Regions from separate parts of the Mus musculus genome. Here region 1 is linked to region 2. The links are chromatin contacts, called in public HiChIP or PLAC-seq maps. All regions are on one chromosome and are shown on one strand. The core of a region is the stretch at or near the end of the contact, and the rest is flanking DNA. Distances in the headings are between cores, read along the strand shown. Region 1 holds the start of Poglut3 (protein O-glucosyltransferase 3). Region 2 overlaps Atm (ataxia telangiectasia mutated).

Region 1 (3,246 bases), core at 607-3,106, 68 kb after region 2:
CCCTCTCGTTTGTTCCCTTCCCCTTCTTCCTCAACCCCCATCTCCTGTCTGTCACTTATTCCCTGCCCTCTGTACCTATGTGCTGAGAACTTGGTCTTGGGGGTCCTGAGTCGATACTTTTCCTTTCAATGACCATTTAGTAAGTTTATCAATGCTCACGGCAGCTAGAGGGAAAGCACTGATCTTACATTACCAAATGGAGCATCCCATAAGACCAAAGAGTTACACCCTAGGACTACATAATCATCCAAACAGGTCTGACTTCCTGCCACGGACACACCAGGATCCACTCACGCACTGCAATTTCTAAAAGATATGTTTTTCTCATTATAAAAACATTATGATGTATTGGGGCTAGAGAGCTGGCTCGGTGGTGGTTAGGAGTGCTTTCTATTCTTCCAGCGGACTCATGTTCTCAGCAACTATATTAGGTGGCTCACAAGTGTCTAGAACTATGGTTACAGCAGATCCAGTGCTCTCTTCTGGTCTCTATAGGCACCAGCTCACAAGTGGCATATACAAACACACACATATCCGAATAATCTTTGCAGAACATTTTATTTGGGGAAAAAGATTTTTAAAATGGGGGGGGGGGATCCTTACTCTCCTGCTGTAACCACATGAGTGCTTATCTGGGTTCATTTATTTATTACAGAACTGCAGATACACCATAACACGGTTTGAATCTGAACCATGTTCCACAGACTCCTGTTCTCAACACTTGATCCTCGCGCTCTCTGCTTTTGCGCGGCTGCAAGCCAGTCTAGAAACCCCTCTCAGCCTCCAAACCCGCACTCCTGAAGCTTCCCAGACTCCCTTGGACCTATTGGCAGTTCTTTAATGTTTACACCAGGCTGCAGAAATCCAATTGCAGCAACTGTGCTTTGCCCTGATAGGCAGGTTGCTTATTATCTATTTTCTCAGCAGAGTCTTAAGTTTTCGATAGGCAGACATTGCCATCCTCTTTTTTACTCCAGGATTACCATATACACGTGACTTCTAAGTACGTGAAATTCCCGTTTGCTCGGTGGAGGACGCCAAGGAGTTCTCTGCCTCTTTGCAGGCAAAACAGGACGCCAGATGGGAGCAGCCTTACATTTAGACACAAATTAGCAAATCCTGACTGGCAACAAGTTGAAACCAGCTGGACAAGTCCAGAGAAGCAATCAGATGTGGGAGGAGGGCCCTGCTGAGATTCAAGACAAGCGCCTCCCTTCTCCGGTTCTAGGAAGTTTCCCTGCTTCGCGTGGTCTGCACTGCGGGCCTAAGAAGAGTGGGCTGCTGAGGGAGGGAGGAAGGCGCGCCCTGCAGGCCAGGAAGGGCCATCTGCATCACGTGATGGCACCACTGCGCTCCGTGGGACCCCACAGGCGCCGTTTACTCTACTTACCCTTACATCTGTCACCGGGCGGGACCTGTGGCCCAGCCTTTGGAGTTAGTCACCCAACGGTCCTGAGTGGCACCTCCCGCCCCCGTGGGTGTCAGGGAGGAGGGAAGGGACGCCGATGGGAGGGGAGAGAAGACGACACCCGCAGTGGGGAGATGGCCACGTGTGGGGACAGGGACGCGCGGGGACGGCAACGGGCGCTGACCTGGCGGCGAGCTAGTGAAGTTCCGGCCGTCCGAGTCCACCGACTGCAGGAAGAAGTAGCGCACGGGCAGGACGGCGGCGGCCTGCAACCCAGGGCCCCACGCCAGGCTCCGCGGTGCGCTCACGCGCGCCCCGGCCCCCGCCGCCACCAGCAGGGCGAGCTGCAGCCCCAGCGGCAGGGCCTGCATGGTCGCCGGCTCTCAGCTCCGCTGGCCAGGGAGGAGCTGGAGCGCCGGGCCGAGGGGACACCCGAGGGCGGGCCTCTGGCTAGAGCCGCCCCGGGCGGGCCGGGCGCGCGCCCGGACCCCGACTGGCTCGTGTACCGCGCCCAGGCCTTACGCTCCTAGTCATCCCTACACTAGTTGCCTGAGTTTGCCAGTCTGGAGAAAGGCAGGGTGTGCTTGTTTTAAAATTGTTACCTCTTTTCTTTTTCTTCTTCTTGTTCTTCCTTTTCTTGTTCTTCCTTCTTTTCTTCTTCTTCTTCTTCTTCTTCTTCTTCTTCTTCTTCTTCTTCTTCTTCTTCTTCTCCTTCTCCTTCTCCTTCTCCTTCTCCTTCTCCTTCTCCTTCTCCTTCTCCTTCTCCTTCTCCTTCTCCTTCTCCTTCTCCTTCTCCTTCTCCTTCTCCTTCTCCTTCTCCTTCTCCTTCTCCTTCTCCTCCTCCTCCTCCTCCTCCTCCTCCTCCTCCTCCTCCTCCCCCTTTTCTTCTTCTATATTTTATTGTTTCTCCTTTTGAGAAGGAAGTCTCCCTCTGTATCTCAGGCTGGTTTTGAACTGATGACAATCCTTCCACCCCAGCCTCCTCCAGTAGAGGGAAATTAAAGGTGTGTAAGCCAAGCCACCTTGCCTTGTGGAGAAAACTGGTTGAGTTGGGGTTTTCCCTATGTATCTCCTACTGCCTTGGAACTCTCTATATATGTATATAGACTGGCTGATCTTTAACTCACTGTCATCCACCTGCCTCTGTGTCCCAGGTATTGGGATCAAAGGTGTGCACTACACCCAGACAGAAAAGGGTTGGAAACATGGCTTATTATAAATGCACATCAGGGTTTGGTTTCCAGTGCCACAGTGGAACAAGAGGAATAGCTTCCCTGTGAGGAATTCCCCTAGTCTTTGTTCACACACCGGCCCACCTGTTCCGTATATTTGTGATTGGCAGCCTACTACCCTGAAGTCCCTTATCTTTCGGTGTTTCCTGTGTAGGGCACTTGGGCAGCAGAAGGCAGGGTCTGGGCAAGCGTCTCAGTAGAGTTGGGCACCTATCCTTCCCTGCCCACTATGCCCTGGGCACCCCACTCCTGAGCATCAAGAGCCGGGAAGAACAGCCCCACAGCCCCCGTTTGTTCACTCTTGCTAATTATTTTTTCTTTTTATCTGAGTTTTAGGAACTAATTATTCTTCCCAGGATGAGAAATCTGGAAGAATTCATCCTGCAGAATGGGCAGAGATCTTCCTGGTAGATCTCAACCCAGAGCTTATCAGAACCAGGCCCCAGGCTTTAATTGGGCTCCTGAGCATTTTGAGCTCCGGCCCAGGTCACCAACCCAATTACCAATCATAGGCGAGTATAGAGGCCAGCAGGAAGAAATCGGCAGATGCCCATATGCACTCTACAGCGCTGGGGTCTCAGGTTAGCCCCTGGACGTTATAGACAG
Region 2 (3,466 bases), core at 934-3,433:
TGATGACATTAACTTGAACTTGATGTAAAGTAAAATTAAAAATGTATATTTAAGGTTTTTTTCTATTTGCACGAAACTAATAGTTACTACTTTTCTGATAGCTAATCTCTAGGATTTCACTGGATCACCCCCATCATACTTTGTTCATTATACTGGCCTTAGCAAATGCGAACAAAGATGAATTTTTGAGCAAACCAGAGACAACAAGAAGGAGTCGAATAACCAAAAGTACATCTAAAGAAAACTCTCACCTTGATGAGGTATTTGGGTAAATGCAAGTACCCTTTTGTGTTGTGATGGTCATTCTTCCCCAGAATATTCCTTTTTTAATTCTCAGAGACTTTAAGAATGTATGTTTCTGGTAGTATTCTATATCCTTTATTATGATGATGCCACCCAGAATTGGTTAACAATTTCTAAGCTGGTATTTTAAAATACCAGTTTGATTTTGTTTTCTGGCAGCAATGGGCAAAGAAAAAGCAGATCTTTAAAATGATTTATTTGTAACATTCATGAGTGGTTCTCTGCACCATATGTACATCTGGCCCCTACAGAAGCCAGGAGAGGGTTTTGGATGTCCCTGGACCTGGGGTTGCCATGTAGGTTCTGAGAACCAAACCATGGTCCTCCCAAAGAGCAGCAAGTGCTCTTAACCACTGAACCATCTCTCTAGGCCCAGAAAAACAGATTTTTGAAAAGTACCCAAGTCATTAACCTTGAATTTTTTTATGTGTGTATTTCATTCCCTGAGTGGGTGTTTTGTTTGCATCTGAGGAATTATAGTCCTTTCGTTGTCTAGATCTGTGCATGGATTCTCTTTGTATAGCTCCAAGAAACTTAAATGTTTAGTGGGTCTTGTTCTTTGTTGTTGATGGTAGGATCGAACAGAGGCTGCAACCAGAATCATCCACTCCATCAGAAGTAAGCGATGTAAGATGGTGAAGGACATGGAGGCGCTCTGCGATGCCTACATCATCTTGGCAAACATGGACGCCTCTCAGTGGAGGGCTCAGAGAAGTATGTGTGAAAGTACCACTGCCGCTGTCCAGCTTGACCTGCAGTGATAGTCCTCCGTTTACAGCTGTCACTAAAATCTATTTATTTTTAACGTAGAAGGCATCAATATTCCAGCCAACCAGCCAATCACTAAACTGAAGAATTTAGAAGATGTTGTTGTTCCCACTATGGAAATTAAGGTAATTTACTATTAACTCTTGATTTTTTTTTAAAGATTTATTTATTTATCATATCTAAGTACACTGTAGCTGTCTTCAGACACTCCAGAAGACGGTTAACTCTTGATTTTTAATAAGACTAAATTACGGGCTGGTGAGATGGCTCAGTGGGTAAGAGCACCCGACTGCTCTTCCGAAGGTCCGGAGTTCAAATCCCAGCAACCACATGGTGGCTCACAACCATCTGTAACAAGATCTGACTCCCTCTTCTGGCCTGTCTGCAGACAACTACAGTGTACTTACATATAATAAATAAATAAATCTTTAAAAAAAAATAAGACTAAATTACACATTAGTAGATTAAATTATTTGTAGATTTTTTTTCAGTCCAAATGGCTAATTATTGTAGTTTCATATCTTTCTACCTATAGGTTGTCCATTAGATTTTTTTCTTTCTTTTTTTCTCCCTTCCCCCACCTCTCTCTCTCTCCCTTCCTCCCTTCCTCCCTCCCTCCCTCCCTCCCTCCCTTCTTTTCTTTCCTGTTATCTCTTATTGTTATTTTAACTCTAGGGACTGAACCTATTATGCACTGGGGAAGCCTTTTTTATACGTTTAAGGCAGGGTCTCACTTTGTTGACTATGAACCTGCTCTGTAATTGAAGCAAGACTAGAACTTGACCATCCTCCTCTCTGTCTTTTGAGTACCTGGGACTACAGACCTGTGTCCCGTTCACTGTTTTTCTCTGTATTATTCTTTCTCAGTGTGTGGGTGTGTTTCATGCCCATGGTGATGGAACACTCTACCTCTGGTTTGCGGGTGGGCAACACCACTCCATCATTTTTGTTGTCGCCGTTTTGGTTTTTAGTCATTCAGTATGCACTGGGATGTATTGGCTGTGATGTAACTATATTATTTAGTAAAACAGTAGGTGTTATGGTACCTCTAAGTTGCTGTGTATACGTACTAAACACCTATTCATAGTGATCTTTTATTCCTAGAAGTACCATGTGGGCAGGATGTGTGTAACACTAAAGGTTACCATTTTAGAAGCTGATGCGTTAGGTCCATGGTACAGCTCTCTTTCTCCTTCCAATGTGTACACTAAGATTAGTGTTCTTGTTACTGAGTTTGACCCATTATTGCATCATGCAGGTTAACAGATACAGGCTATGTGGTTTAGCTGAATATTTCCTCTTTTAAAATTTTACATGATACTCTTGTGAATTAAATAATTCCTTAGATTTTTTTCAACATATGTAAATAACAACTAAGTTCTAGTTTTCAGTAGTTTTTCAGCAGTACTATTTAATTGACTTAAAATGCTGAAGATTTATGAAAAGATGTTTAAGAAAGTAAACTGTGTTATATGTAATTTTAAAAATCTGGGCAGCAAGTAAAGACACTTGCTGCCAATCATTTAAACCAGAGCTCTGCCTGGGTACCAGCATGGTGACACATATGTGTGGTCACCCAAATACACACACATACACACCAAGTAAATAAGCAAACGTAATAAAAATCTATCAGTGTCATTAATTCTAACTTGAATTAAACAAATTAGAAATTAGAAACCCAGCTGTTAATTAGCAGAGTTATCATTTGTGGTTGTTTACTGTTTATCATTAGTTATTCTCCTGTTTTGTTTGTCTGACCTATAATAATTATTTATCATCATTTATTAGGTTGATCCCACAGGAGAGTATGAAAATCTGGTGACTATAAAATCATTTAAAACAGAATTTCGCTTAGCTGGAGGCTTAAATTTACCCAAAATAATAGATTGTGTGGGTTCTGATGGCAAGGAAAGGAGACAGCTTGTGAAGGTAAGACTTCCTGTTTCTGGTATAGTCTTCAGAGGATTAATGCCATCAACATCAACAGCAGGATATTTAATTCTTACCTCATTTGGTTGTCTGGATCTAGCTTTATCCTGAATAATGACAGGTAGAAAACATTTTTGAAGTAGAAATACAGTGTGATAGAATCAAACTGCTTTTTAGAATTGTGTGTCTTCTCTGAAAGACTGTAATTTTTGTTTTTGTGTCCTGCTATTATGGATTAGAACCAGGGCCTCGCTCATGCTCATCTGCTTCTGAGTTACATCCCAGCTCTCCTTTAGGTTTTATTTGACACAGGGTCTTGCTAAGCTCCCTGGGCGGGGCTTGAATTTAAGACCCTCTTACCTGAGCCTCTGGAGAAGCTGAGACTGTAAGTCGGCAGTACTGGGCTTAGCAGGCTCTTGCACAGTTGATTCAAGAGAAAGAATTGCACACGCTATGAGCTTACTTG

The links. HiChIP or PLAC-seq counts read pairs in DNA pulled down with a chosen protein or histone mark.
Region 1: a BATF HiChIP or PLAC-seq map of CD8 T cells shows a contact between it and region 2, with 12 read pairs. The contact joins the promoter of Poglut3 here to the enhancer-like site in region 2. A contact is called at or near these places in 3 of 39 promoter capture datasets (the 3T3-L1 cell line, frontonasal cranial neural crest and hippocampal neurons), 1 of 15 datasets of contacts at CTCF or cohesin (CD8 T cells), 2 of 484 Hi-C or Micro-C datasets (Th1 cells and uterus), 2 of 115 datasets of contacts at active chromatin or transcription factors (CD8 T cells and embryonic stem cells) and 3 of 9 other capture datasets (adipose tissue, liver and pancreatic islet).

What each region holds. Positions count from the first base shown.
Region 1 is chr9:53,382,633-53,385,878 of GRCm38.p6, reverse strand. It overlaps Poglut3 (protein O-glucosyltransferase 3), which reads right to left and starts at 1,856. Exons shown (of 8, transcript NM_212445.2): 1 at 1,593-1,856. The coding sequence starts at 1,779.
Region 2 is chr9:53,451,083-53,454,548 of GRCm38.p6, reverse strand. Atm (ataxia telangiectasia mutated) reads left to right here. Exons shown (of 63, transcript NM_007499.3): 52 at 102-260; 53 at 879-1,017; 54 at 1,114-1,196; 55 at 2,860-3,000. Among named protein-coding and RNA genes, the nearest start is that of 4930550C14Rik, 48 kb to the right of the region's middle. Within about 2 kb of position 2,183, at least 10 of the 459 cell types and tissues checked have an H3K27ac peak or open chromatin away from gene starts, as enhancers often do. A contact at or near this core is called in CD8 T cells, where this site is marked.